Regions from separate parts of the Sus scrofa genome. Here region 1 is linked to region 2. Evidence: chromatin contacts called from public promoter capture Hi-C data. All regions are on one chromosome and are shown on one strand. The core of a region is the stretch at or near the end of the contact, and the rest is flanking DNA. Distances in the headings are between cores, read along the strand shown. Region 1 holds the start of RPL23A (60S ribosomal protein L23a). Region 2 holds the start of TMEM97 (transmembrane protein 97).

What was found. Promoter capture Hi-C pulls out the DNA fragments that hold promoters and counts their contacts.
Region 1: a contact with region 2 is called in a promoter capture Hi-C map of fetal liver, with 2.6 times the contacts expected there. The contact joins the promoter of RPL23A here to the promoter of TMEM97 in region 2. A contact is called at or near these places in 1 of 5 promoter capture datasets (fetal liver) and 1 of 2 datasets of contacts at active chromatin or transcription factors (alveolar macrophages).

What each region holds. Positions count from the first base shown.
Region 1 is chr12:44,954,905-44,961,247 of Sscrofa11.1, forward strand. It overlaps RPL23A (60S ribosomal protein L23a), which reads left to right and starts at 1,947. Exons shown (of 5, transcript XM_003131772.3): 1 at 1,947-2,292; 2 at 2,912-3,095; 3 at 4,794-4,970; 4 at 5,471-5,540; 5 at 5,770-5,833. The coding sequence starts at 2,268. The coding sequence ends at 5,784. It overlaps RAB34 (RAB34, member RAS oncogene family), which reads right to left and starts at 33. Exons shown (of 10, transcript NM_001123178.1): 1 at 1-33. The coding sequence starts at 33. It overlaps TLCD1 (calfacilitin), which reads right to left. Exons shown (of 3, transcript XM_013989985.2): 3 at 6,061-6,343.
Region 2 is chr12:44,601,520-44,607,584 of Sscrofa11.1, forward strand. TMEM97 (transmembrane protein 97) reads left to right here and starts at 2,245. Exons shown (of 3, transcript XM_021067476.1): 1 at 2,245-2,787; 2 at 5,829-5,973. The coding sequence starts at 2,659.

The sequences.
Region 1 (6,343 bases), core at 697-3,196, 350 kb after region 2:
GCGGTCCCTCCGCACTGGCGCCAGGATGTTCATCTTGCCTGCGGCTTTGCGGGGCGCCTGGAGAAGGCGCAGAGGCCTGATCCGCCCCAGCGACTCGCGCCCGCGGAGACCCGACAATCACCCTCGACCGAGGGGTCCCGACTATAACTCGGGGCCACGGGGAGCCTAGGGGAGCCCGTGGCCTCGGGGACGCTACGACCACCGCAGGCCACGGGGATGAGACAATCACTCGGGGCCGGGGCGAACCCACAATCACCCGGGCCCGGGGCGTCCCGAGGACGACTCGGGGACGGGGAGACTCCTGGGCCACCAAGTGGGGTCGAGGAGTCCCGTCTGGGGGGACCCGGGCCCGCGCAGATCCTACAATAACTCGGGGCCGAATAGTTCCTACAATAACTCGAGGCCGTGGGGACCCGACGACAACTCGGGGTTGAGGCGGCCCTACCATAACAGAACGGCCCGGGGGCCCGGAGCGGCCCCGCCACACGGGGTCAGTGTAGGCAGGGACGGCGCGGGCGGGGGTCGGCTGGAGGAGGGGGCGAGGGGCCCAGTCCGCTGCAGGGCCTCTGGTCCCACTCTGCTCTCCCTCAGAGAGCGCTGTAACTTGATCCCCGGAAATTCCTGGGAAAGGGCCGCCCCCCGCCCCTCTCCCGGCAGCTCTCAGCCTCGCAGCCCGCCCTGGCCTCCCCCTCCTCTTCTCCCCCGACCGCTGCCCCAGCAGAGGCTCCCCCCGCCAGACGCCTCACGTGGCACCAGGCCTGCCCCCACCCAGGTTGGAATCTGTCCAGTTCGGGATCCCCCGGGTCTCTCTCCTCTGCACCTCCGGTGCTGGTCGGAGCCTCCGTGGGGACCCTTACCCAGCCGAATTGGTGATGGGGAATCGGTGATTGCTGCGCAGCATCTGGTTGTGCCAGGAACCAGCGGGAGGGGAAAGGGGGAGAGAAGGGGCCCTAGGAGAGGCGGCGCTTCCCTCCTCAACTCCAGGCCCAGGGCATGACTCATATTGTCTGCCCCCGCTCGCCCTTCTGCCCTGGGAGGTGATGGTGGGGAGCGCAGAGGGGGTGTCAGGGTCGGAGTCAGGTGCCCACCGAGGAGAGAGATGTCCGAAGTCTGGTGCCTTTTCCTCCAAGGCTGATCTGTAGATTGGGGGGTGGGGGCGAAGACCAAGCTGCCTCCCTCGATGGAGGGTAAAGGAGGGCTAGGAGAACCCAGGATTCCGCACTTTGGAGCGGTCACGGCTCTGGGCCAAAGGTACTCCTCTCTGGCATGGGCGTTCTTTGCTCTGACCCTATTTGAATCTTCCCCGCCCCCCTTTCCTTTTTACAGTCTGCAGTCTAGAAGAGGGGATAGCACATATCAATCTCACCTTCAAAGGGGGAACTCTGATTCCAAGAGGGGACGGGAGGGCAGAAAGGCTGTGTGAAGTGGGGTAAACACAGTCCCTCAAAGAAGCAAACCTGAGCATAACTAAACTGCTCTGTGTCAAGAACTGAATTTGAGGATGCAAAGATGACTGGAGCAAAGAGACTACTTGGGAAGGTACTGTGGAACGAAGTTATTCCCCCCCCCCCAAATGAGTGAATCCTGGAGAAATCTGAGCGCTAGGTGTTTGGAATATTGACAGTCTCTTAAAAGAGTATTATTGTGAAGATGCATGAAATCTGTCACAGGTAAAGGGGAAGATGTGGCCGCCTCCTACCCTCTCTTGACACTTAGCTCCTCCCTTCTGCCCCTCTGCTCCTCCCCTCTGCCTGACTCGACTTTTTCTGCCAAGGAATCACCGCGTTATAAATAAGCCATGTCCCCTCTGTCGACCTCAACTTCCACAGACGTTGTCTAAGGGAGTTGGACTGGACAAATTCTGCTCGAATGTTATAGAATTTTGCTTCACTCTCCCTAAGTCAATTTAACTACAATATATTAATTCCGTTTGCAGTGTTACAGTTCTTGGAACTGTAATTCTCTCCTCTAAAGTTGCTCAAGACGGGAAGCGTTCAGACCCTTGCAGCCGCGGGCTACACCATCCACCCGCCGCAGCAAACACGTGTCTCCAAAAAACTACAACCCCCATGAAGCTTTAGTGTCTGACATTAAAGAGGGGTGGTGCTAGTTTAGTCCCTCTCGCGAGGAAGTTAAATCTACCATTCCCGGCGGGCGCCGCGCTGCATATTATCCAATCAGCCTTAAGCAAAAAGAATCGCGAGTCTTCAGTGAGACTTGGCCCTATAAGCCCGTGGGAACAGGTCTTAGAAACCCTTTTCACGAAGATGGCGCCGAAGGCAAAGAAGGAAGGTGTGTGCTGGGGCTTGGGGTTCCACAGCTGACTGTCCTGGGATCCCCGTAAGCAGAGTGAACCGACTGGGCCGACTGGGAGGACGGTGGCAGGGCCAAGCCTTTGGGTGTCTGCTCCGGAGCGGCTCCTCACGTTTCGGCAATGCTGAGGAGCGCGTGGGCCCAGCCGCATGGGCTGGGTTCGGTGAAGGGGTTAGGGGAGGCAAGCCTGGCCGGCACCACCTGCCCAGGACAGCCAGACAGTCGGCCCTGGGGAGCTCCATGTCTCCAGGCCTGTAGAGAGTCTGTACCCTGAACTTGTTTTTCCTTTTTAACCCCCATGTTAAATGGAGCTGTATACCTTCCCAAGATGGCTGTGCGGTGGTATATATAAAACTATTAGTTCAGGTTCTGGCAGTTAGCAAGCGTTCGATCATTGCTAGTAAATTTTTTTCATCGTAACCCAAGTTCGCCCTAGTGTCGTGCATATGATGGAAAAACTTGAACTTCCTGAGGCTTGTGATGTCTTCAAAGGAACCACTGATGCACGTGTAGCCTGGGGCGCCCACTACTGGTCTTGAGGCCGGAAGCGATCGATTTCTGTATCTCTTGCACTCTTCATTTTCTTTATTTCTCTCAGCCCCTGCCCCTCCCAAAGCCGAAGCCAAGGCAAAGGCTTTGAAGGCCAAGAAAGCAGTGTTGAAAGGCGTCCACAGTCACAAAAAAAAGAAGATCCGGACGTCACCCACCTTCCGACGGCCCAAAACACTGCGACTCAGAAGGCAGCCCAAATATCCTCGGAAGAGTGCCCCTAGGAGAAACAAGTCAGTACTCCCCGGTACTTATGAAAAGATGTATGGGTGTTCTCTGTTGGTAGTTTGGATATTTACCAAACCTAGAGCATGGCTTCTCAGAATCATGTTGGTAATTTAGTGGGTTTCTGTAATGGGTGTGGGAGGAGATGATTTAAGAACAAAAGGTGTTTTGGGAATATTGGCAGGAATTGTTGTTTTAAACCCAGAGTCAGTGTCAAGGTTAGGTAATTTTTAGGTTAATAATTGCTTCCTGCGTGGTCTACTTTCTTGTGAGTGTAAAAGTGGGGCTTAAATGTTCTTTGTTCTGGGGTTCCAGGTTTAGGTTGTTCTTCATTGCACCTACTGCTGTAGGGAATAGTCCTTGAAGTTGAGGGTGTGGGGTTCTTTTTTTTTTTTTTTTTTTTTTTTTGTCTTTTTTCTTGGACCGCTCCGGAGGCATATGGAGGTTCCCAGGCTAGGGGTCCAATCGGAGCTGTAGCCATCGGCCTACGCCAGAGCCACAGCAACGGGGGATCCGAGCTGCGTCTGCAACCTACATCACAGCTCACGGCAACGCCGGATCCTTAACCCGCTGAGCAAGGGCAGGGACCAAACCCGAAAACTCATGGTTCCTAGTCGGATTCGTTAACCACTGTGCCACGACGGGAACTCCTGGGTTATTCTAGATTGATGAGATTCATTTGTCTCCACTGTGAAGGCCTGTAGCAGCTTTTTTCACTCACTTCTTTACACTCAAGGAATGGTCTGGCAGAGTGGGCAAAAGGTTAGGGTGCTTGATAGTTTTGGTGTCACACTGCTAGTAATGACTGGCCTTAAGGAGCACAGTTTAGAGTAGAGCCATGGTAGTAGTTAACCACCAGTGAGGACCCACTGCTTTCAAAGAAAAATAGTATGCTCTTGGAGAAAAGGACTTGATAAGGCTTTTTACCTCCACTTGAACCTAGATTTAGCAAGATGAGATGTTGAGATCTTACCTTTAGCTTCAAAACAGGACGATGTATCCAGGCAAATAGAGCCTTGCTTCTCTTTAAGTTTCAGGTGGAAAGATGTGTTGGGTGCGTTCAAGCTGCTGAATCTTTAACGTGAGCTAGCTGTAAATAAAAAGCTTTTAGAATTGATGGCCTGGGATTTCCTGCTGAGGTGCAGTGGTTGGTTTAAGGACCCTAATGCAGCGGCTCAGGTCACTGCTGGGGTACAGGTTTGAACCCTGGCCTGGGAACCTCCATGTGCTGCGGGCGTGGCCATAAAAAGAAGGAATCCATGGCCTGCAAGCCCTCGGAAGGGGCAAAATAATTGATTCTGCATCATGGTGAAGCATTAACATTCTTTGGAATCCTAGCCTGGGTTTCAAGATTCTGTGATATGTGTATTTTGGGGTTATCTAACCTCTTAAGTCTTGGGTTTCTTCTAGAAATTTGCCCTTCAGAAATGTTGAGGTCAGATAAAGAATGAAGACGTCTGGAACTCAGATCAGTGTTTAATCACTTAAAGGATGAAAGCCCTTCATAGGAAAGAGCACCAGGGTTCTGCCCCATGCTGAGCCTTCAGGTCCCCAGGCTTTGGGGTGCACATGATGACACCGTTAAGCGACCAAAGTCTGACAGAAATGATTGCTGCCTCGTTGTCTGATGCACTTGGGCTCCAGAAGAGGGCCCACCTTTTCTTTTACTGGGCCCAAGCCAGGTGACCCCTTTTTGCCTCTCCCAGGCTTGACCACTATGCCATCATCAAGTTCCCCCTCACCACTGAGTCAGCCATGAAGAAAATAGAAGACAACAACACACTTGTGTTCATTGTGGATGTCAAGGCCAACAAGCACCAGATTAAACAGGCTGTGAAGAAGCTCTATGACATTGATGTGGCTAAGGTCAACACTTTGATCAGGTGAGGGAGGTCCCACGGGGTGGGGAGGAGGCCAGCACCTCTGTCGGAAACCAGAAAACCTGAATGGAATGAAATTCTTTGATGCTGCTTTTGGGGTCAGAAGTAGGCTTTCCAGTGTGTAAGCCTTGAGAAGTGGGCAGTCCCTGCTACATTTACAGTCCCTTGTATGGAGTATGGATTTCGAACTGTCCTGCCTCTAGGGCTTGGGGGGATGGTGCTCATTTTCTTGATCCCTGTCTTTAGACAGAAGCAGGCCCGAGAGTAACATACAGTTAACATCAGAACACCTGCGGTGTTTCCCATAAAATGAAACTGGCTCCTTTTGTGGCTTAGTGGGGTCACTGATCCCCTCTGTGCAAATGATGGAAAAACTGCTGTGTGTGTGTGGGGGGGGAATGACATGAACAAAGGAACCACTGATGTGCCAGAAGACTGGGGAGGAAGAGAGTGTATAGGGGCAGGGAGGGCAGCAAGGACTAAGGCTTCCTTCTCCACCCTAGGCCTGATGGAGAGAAGAAGGCATATGTTCGACTAGCTCCTGACTATGATGCTTTGGATGTTGCTAACAAAGTAAGCTTCCTTTACTACAAACTCCTTAACACCCCCCTTCCTGGGTGCAAATGATGTATCTCTAAGCGACCAAAGCCTGAATCAAACTTCGGTGATTAGTCTCAACTGACTGACTGCACCCCTGTCTTACCCCTTATCTTGTGCCCTCATTTTGCATTTTAACTATGACATTCCCACTTTAATCTTCACATTTCAGCTCCCAGTAACAAAGCTCCCTTTTGTTTTTCAGATTGGGATCATCTAAACTGAGTCCAGCTGGCTAATTCTAAATATAAAAGTCATCACTAAATGCATGCTTTTTTGTCTGTATGTTGATTTCTGGTTGGGAGGCCTTACTGTGGTATATACACACCTGAGTAAGAGGGCTTGGGCAAGACTCTTGGTCTCAGTTACCTAACCCTGTTGGGACACTTGGCACTGTCACCTCACCATACTTATGTCAGTGACCAGACTGGGGTTGGTGTTTTTAGGACAACTACAGCTTGCCTCCATCACAGAGGTAAGAGACCAAGCAAGAAGCTTTACAAGAACCTTTTCCTTTATCTCTGGAAGAGGCTTTGTATAAAACCAATACTCAGTTTTCATTAGCACCCATTTTAGGGCAGTGCGAGTTGGCTGCTGGCTTTCCCGTAGCACCTTGTCCCCACACCCATCTACTCTGTCCAACCGGTCTGTCTGCTTCCCTCATCCCTTGCCCAAGAAAGGACAAGGACTTCAGAAGAGTACTTTCATTAGGGTTTTCAATAGTAGGTGCAGATGTGAAAGGTGGAGAGCATGGCCCCAGAGGACGCCTCAGGTGAGGG
Region 2 (6,065 bases), core at 995-3,494:
CTGACCATGTCCAGCCACCCTCCATGCCTTGTTTGTTCACCGCCCCAGAAGGAAGCTGCACCTCCCTCTCCTGCTAGGCCCTCCCTCCACCTTGTCTGACTCCCAAATCAACACCCCCCTCCTCACCCTCACCCACTGCAGTAAGGTCTCTGCTCCCCCACAGAGCCCTCCCGTGCAGGCTGTTCATTTTCTCACACTCCAGCAGCTCACAGGGTCAGGAGGTGGGGTCCCCAGCCTCCCTGCTCTCTGCTCCTCCAGCCATTTCCACACCCTGTCCCCTCCACGCTCCAAGGCTTACCCCAGACCTCAGCCCACGCCCACCTCCCTCCCGGTCACACCCCCATATACACTGAAGACTTTGTCTTTTTTTTTGCCTTCTCTAGGGCTGCTCCCGCGGCATATGGAGGTTCCCAGGCTAGGGGTCCAATCGGAGCTGCAGCTCCCGGCCTTTGCCACAGCCACAGAGGATCCAAGCCGAGTCTGCAACCTACACCGCAGCTCATGGCAACATCAGATCCTTAACCCGCTGAGTGAGGCCAGGGATCGAACCCAAAACCTCATGGTTCCTAGTCGGATTCATTTCCACTGCACCACGACGGGAACTCCTACACTGAAGACTCTGGCAATGGGCTCACAGCCTTCTCTCCACTGGATTGCCGCCACCACCTGCGGTGGCCTTTGGGGTTGATCCATCCCACGCCTTGGGATCTCTGTCCCTTCACTTCATCTCCAAATACCATTTCAGCCGTGGCTTCTCATGGGCAGAACCTCCTCCTGATGCCTGGAACCCAACACTGTACCCCCGGGCGAACTCTCCCAAGCTTCTGGCCCATTCATCCAGTTACTCCCATCACGTTAAGGCTTATTCCTCAGCAAGGCCTCAAATTTGCTCACTTTTCCCGTCTCCCAGCCTCTTCTGGCTTCATGTCACGCACCCCTATCCGGCTTGAACGGCACGCTCTTCAATCACTGTCTTTCGAAGCCCCAGCCTGGATGGGTCCTACAGCCTTTTTCTGTGCAGACCTCACAATGGAGAAAAGCACACGGCCAAGGAGAGGGGGGCCTCCAGGTCAACAGCCACGCGTCTCACCTGCATCCTCTACAGGGACAACTTCTCTGTCACAGCACCACTGAGCCCACCCTGGGGAGCTCAGCGCTCCTCCGACCTAACCCTAATCCATTCTCTCCGGCTCCTCTGCGGTCTTGAGTCACATCTCCTGCCCTCTGCCCCCTGGATGGACGGCCTCTCCCCCGACCCTGAAACTTTTAGGATCATCTAAATAAGTGAAAGTGCTTCAGTCTCTCTCCTCTAAATAAATAAGCTCTCTCCGGAGCACATCCCCCCTCAGCTGCTGCTTCCTCCCCTTCATAATCAGACACCTACACGCCCTACCTTCTCGAGTTCCCCACCTCCTTACTCTCTGCCCTGCTGCCATCTGGCTCCTGCCTCCACCAGCCGTATAGCTGCTCACACAAGGCCATGGGGTACCATTCAGTGTTGCTCTGACACAGGTGACGGTCCCTCCTCCCCTGTGTTTCTGAGACATCACACCCCTGTTGTCCACCTGTACCGCAGCCCCCTCCTTCCGTGACCCCTGAGGTTGGAGGTGGTCTAAGGCCTCTGATAGGCCTTCTGCTCTCAAGACTTCAACTCCCAGCGAACGCTGATTCCTCACAAATCTACATCTTCAGACATTTCATCGGACTGCCTACTAGACAGTCTTTTTTGCGTAGCTGTTACAGAGGCTGCTCAGGGACAACCTGGCCAGAACCATATTACACTCTCTTCAACTCATCTCTCCTCTACCTCCCTCTTCTGAGCGAATGGCAGCCCCCCTTCCCCATCCTGTTCCAGGGCAGACCTGGAATAATTTAAGATCAATATTTACAGAATGAATAAACGAACCCTTGAGCCTCCCTCCTTCTCCCCAGCCTACCACCAATACTTGTCAATTTTACCTCCTGCTATATCCCTGTGCTTCTTTCTTAATCGAGGCTAGCTGCCCCCTAGGCATCCTCCGAAAGGCTTCCAGGACCCTCAACTCCTGCCAGAGCAGTATTCGTGCCCTCTGTCCCCACGGCCTGTGACTGCCGCCAAGGCACGGACTCAGTGTTGGCCGGCCCTGATGGGTGACACCCCACTGCACTGGGAACTCCATCCCCATAAAGCGCCCACAGCAGGGCACACCGGAGGCGCTCAGCAAGCACTACACGGATGGAGCAAAGTAACAGAGGAGTAATAAGCGAAAGGGCCACGCAGGGGATCCTCCGCGGAGCGCAGCGGACACGCGGTCGCGGGAAGAAGGCCAGAGGTCCCAGCAGCGTTCAAGGCCGCGCAGGGTACACTCCACGTACCCCTCCCGGTTCCACGCTGCGGCCAAGAAGCCCTGCCCCCACCTCACGCGGCTCTCCCGGCGACCAATAGAAAAGGTCCCCGGGCCCCCTCTGGGGGCGCTGCGGGCCCGCGCACGGCTTCTCAGCCAATGGGAACGGCCGGCTTCGTTCTCGCGGCGGGGCGGGGCGGGGCGGGGCGCTGTCCCCGGACCGCGGGGGCGCCGGCGTGTACCCACGGAGTGTTTCTGTACCCACGGAGTGTTTCTGTACCCACAGAGCTTTCCTGCGAGCGTAGCCTCGGCTCCCATCGGGCGCAGCCGACGGATGATGGGGCGTCTGGGTGTCCGGCGCGGCCTGGAGTGGTTGCTGGGCTTCTACTTCCTCTCCCACATCCCCCTCACCCTGCTCGTGGATATGCAGGCATTGCTGCCGCCCGATCTCTACCCCGTCGAGGTGAGGGCGCCGTCGGTCCTGGCCGCCAGTCGCTGAAATTGGGGCCTCTCGGCGCAGTGGTTGCTCCGGCGTCTCCGTGGCCTCCACTGCTGGGGCCTCGCTGTCAGGGTTCCCTCCCGCATTTCTTGGGTCCCGCAGGCACTGCGGCCCTTCCTTACCCTTCGACTCGACTTCTTCCTCGGGGTTTTCTTTGTCTTCCAGCCGCTCTCCCCGAGGCTCCTGGGGGCAGACACTTTGCTCCTTTTAACTACGGTCCCCCTGGGTTTGTTGAGGCTCTCACACCCTAGCTCTGGTCAGTTGTCAATATTTGAGGGAAGTGGCCGAATTAACCAGTGTCTGAATCACACGCTGGATTTGTGTGTGTGATTTTTTGGGGTTTTTTTTTTTTTTTGCTTTTCAGGGCCGCACACCCGGCATATGGAGTTTCCCAGGCTAGGGGTCCGATCGGAGCTGTAGCCGCTGGCCTACAACCACAGCCACAGCAACGCCAGATCTGAGCTGTGTCTGCGACCCACACCACAGCTCATGGCAATGCCAGATCCTTAACCCACTGAGCGAGGCCAGGGATTGAACCTGCATCCTCATGGTTCCTAGTGGGATTCCTTTCTGATGAGCCACAACAGGAACTTCTGGATTTGTTTTAAAGTTGTGTTTCTTGGGAGAGCTGTAAAAATGCAGGCTAATCCCAAAGAAATAATACAAGTAGAATTAGACCCGTTTAAAGGACATTCGCAGACCGTCCTTAGCAACTTCAAAAGCTTTACCCTTTCAAATTGGTCTTTAATTGGGTTTGAGGAAGAATGATCACCTGAGTAGAAATAGGCGGAAGCCCCATTTCCTGGTTGTTGGAGAACATTCTCCATCCCAAACTTTGCTTGAATGCTTTTTATTTCTTCACTTTTATTTTCATGTCTGGACCCTGTAACCTTCTATCACAGAATTCCAGTCCTTGGTTCCCTGCTTTTCCAATCTGTAGAATTGTGAGCAAGGGTGACTTGTCTATCAAAAGACTTGGTTTTGCCACTGATTCTCCCTAAATGCTTTTTCTCTGCAGAGCAGCGGTTCTTAACCTGACAGCCACAAACCTCTAAATGGGTATGCAAAATTGTGTGCAGCTGGTGTTTTCTGTAGCTTCCATCAACTTTTCCAGGGGTCTGACCCTCCCAAAAAGTTACAGACATAGTGTGGTGTGTCTGTAGCTCCAACCCTAAACTGGGAAGATCTCTGACCGACCTTTTCCTGGGAAAAGTGTGGGTTGTGTGTGGCAAGAGCACTGGAACGCAGTCTGGGAACTTGGACCAAGAACCAGTTGAGTGTCTTGGGCAAGTCAGAGCTGTGTAGCTTCAGCTGTCAAGTAAGAGTTGAGTTAAATAACAAGCTCAGGAGTTCCCATTGTGGTGCAGTGGTTAACGAATCTGACTAGGAACCATGAGGTTGCGGGTTTGATCCCTGGCCTTGCTCAGTGGGTTAAGGATTGGGCATTGCCATGAGCTGTGGTGTAGGTCACAGACGCAGCTCAGATCCCGTGTTGCTGGCATAGGCTGGTGGCTACAGCTCCGATTAGACCTCTAGCCTGGAAACCTCCATATGCCGCCGGAGCGGCCCTAGAAAAGGCAAAAAGACAAAAATCAAGCTCAAACATACACAATGTGCATTAGTTTCCTATTGCTCCTGTAACATTACAAAAACTAAAATGGCTTGAAACAACATGAGCAGTTCCTGTTGTGGCTCAGCAGGGTATGAACCTGACTAGTATCGTGAGGATGCAGGTTCGATCCCTGGCCTCTCTTAGTGGGTTAAGAATCAGGCGTTGCTGTGATCTGTAATGTAGATCGTAGACGAGACTTGGATCCTGTGTTTCTTTGGCTGTGGTGTAGGCCAGCAGCTGCAGCTCCAATTTGACCCCTAGCCTGGGAACTTGAACATGTTGCAGGTGCAGCCCTAAAAAACAAACAAAAAAAGCAGGGAAAGTATCTTTGGATTTTCCATTGTAATAGGAAGTTGTCTTATTTGTCATATTTGGCTTTGAAGGCACCATCTCTGAGTTAAACTCAACTACGTAGTGTGGAGAGCCCTTAGGCTTTGGGCTCTTTATTGAGCACAAAAAGGGAAGCCTTAACTCCCCTGCCCCCCTCCCCCGCCATGGCAATGTCACCATGGATCTGTGTCTTTTTTGTGTGTCTTTTTAGGGCTACACCCACAGCACATGGAGGTTCCCAGGCTAGGGGTCAAGTCAGAGCTGTAGCCGCTGGCCTACACCACAGCCACAGCCAGGCCAGATATGAGCCGCAACTGCGACCTACCTCACGGCAGATCTGCATCTTTTGATTTGATGTGTACAAAGGTGGGGCCCAAGCTAGAGATGAGACCACTCACTCTTGACAGCCTAGAAGCTATATAGTTTGTGGTTTGGGGCAGTTTTTTCTACAAATATCCTCTCGTCTCCTAAAACGGGGAAATAAATACTTTAGAATGGGTTGGGGGGAGTTAAGAATGATCAGGAGCTTGAGATTTGGAGATTACCTAATTATCTAAAATTGCATCCTCACAGACGTTAGGTTTATTTCCTCCCCCCACCCCACCCCCAAAAAAGGAAATTCATTTCTGTGTTTGAGGAAATCTGGCCCTCGGAGCTTGCTGTGCTGTTGCTGGTGAAAGAACCAATGTCAGAATGGCTTTTACACGTGATTTCTTTACAAAGGTTATTGCTGGCAGATGTCAAGTCTGTGTGTTCATTCAGCAAACCAGGAGCCTACTAAGTGCCAGGTACTGTTGCTCTTGACAGTAGGCAGCACAACTGCACATGTGTTATCGCTGAGTCACAGGCAAATGCTTGGTAGCACACAGGCTGGAAGAGCTGAGCAGAACGAACACCTGAGTGAGAGCTAGTGAGTTTGTATCTAGGCTGCATCTCAAAAGCCAGCGGGGAGTGTGCCTGAAGCCAAGGGGGCTGGATACTGAGGGGCTCTTCCAGTGGGTTGGAGCTGCCGAGCCTGACCTGCCAGGTGGCTGCATTCATCGCGATCCCCATCTTTCCCCAGCTGAGAAACCTGTGCAAGTGGTATACCCAGGAGTTCAAAGACACTCTGCTCCAGAGCCCCCCAGCGTGGTTTAAGGCCTTCCTGTTTTGCGAGCTTGTGTTTCAGCTGCCTTTCTTTCCCTTTGCAACATATGCCTTTTTCAAAGGTTAGTAAATGGTGGGGAAATCCCATTTTTGCTCTGAAACCAGGTCCCAGGGATCTTTTGGGAAAGTTTCACCAACAGAGAGGGAGGAGTCT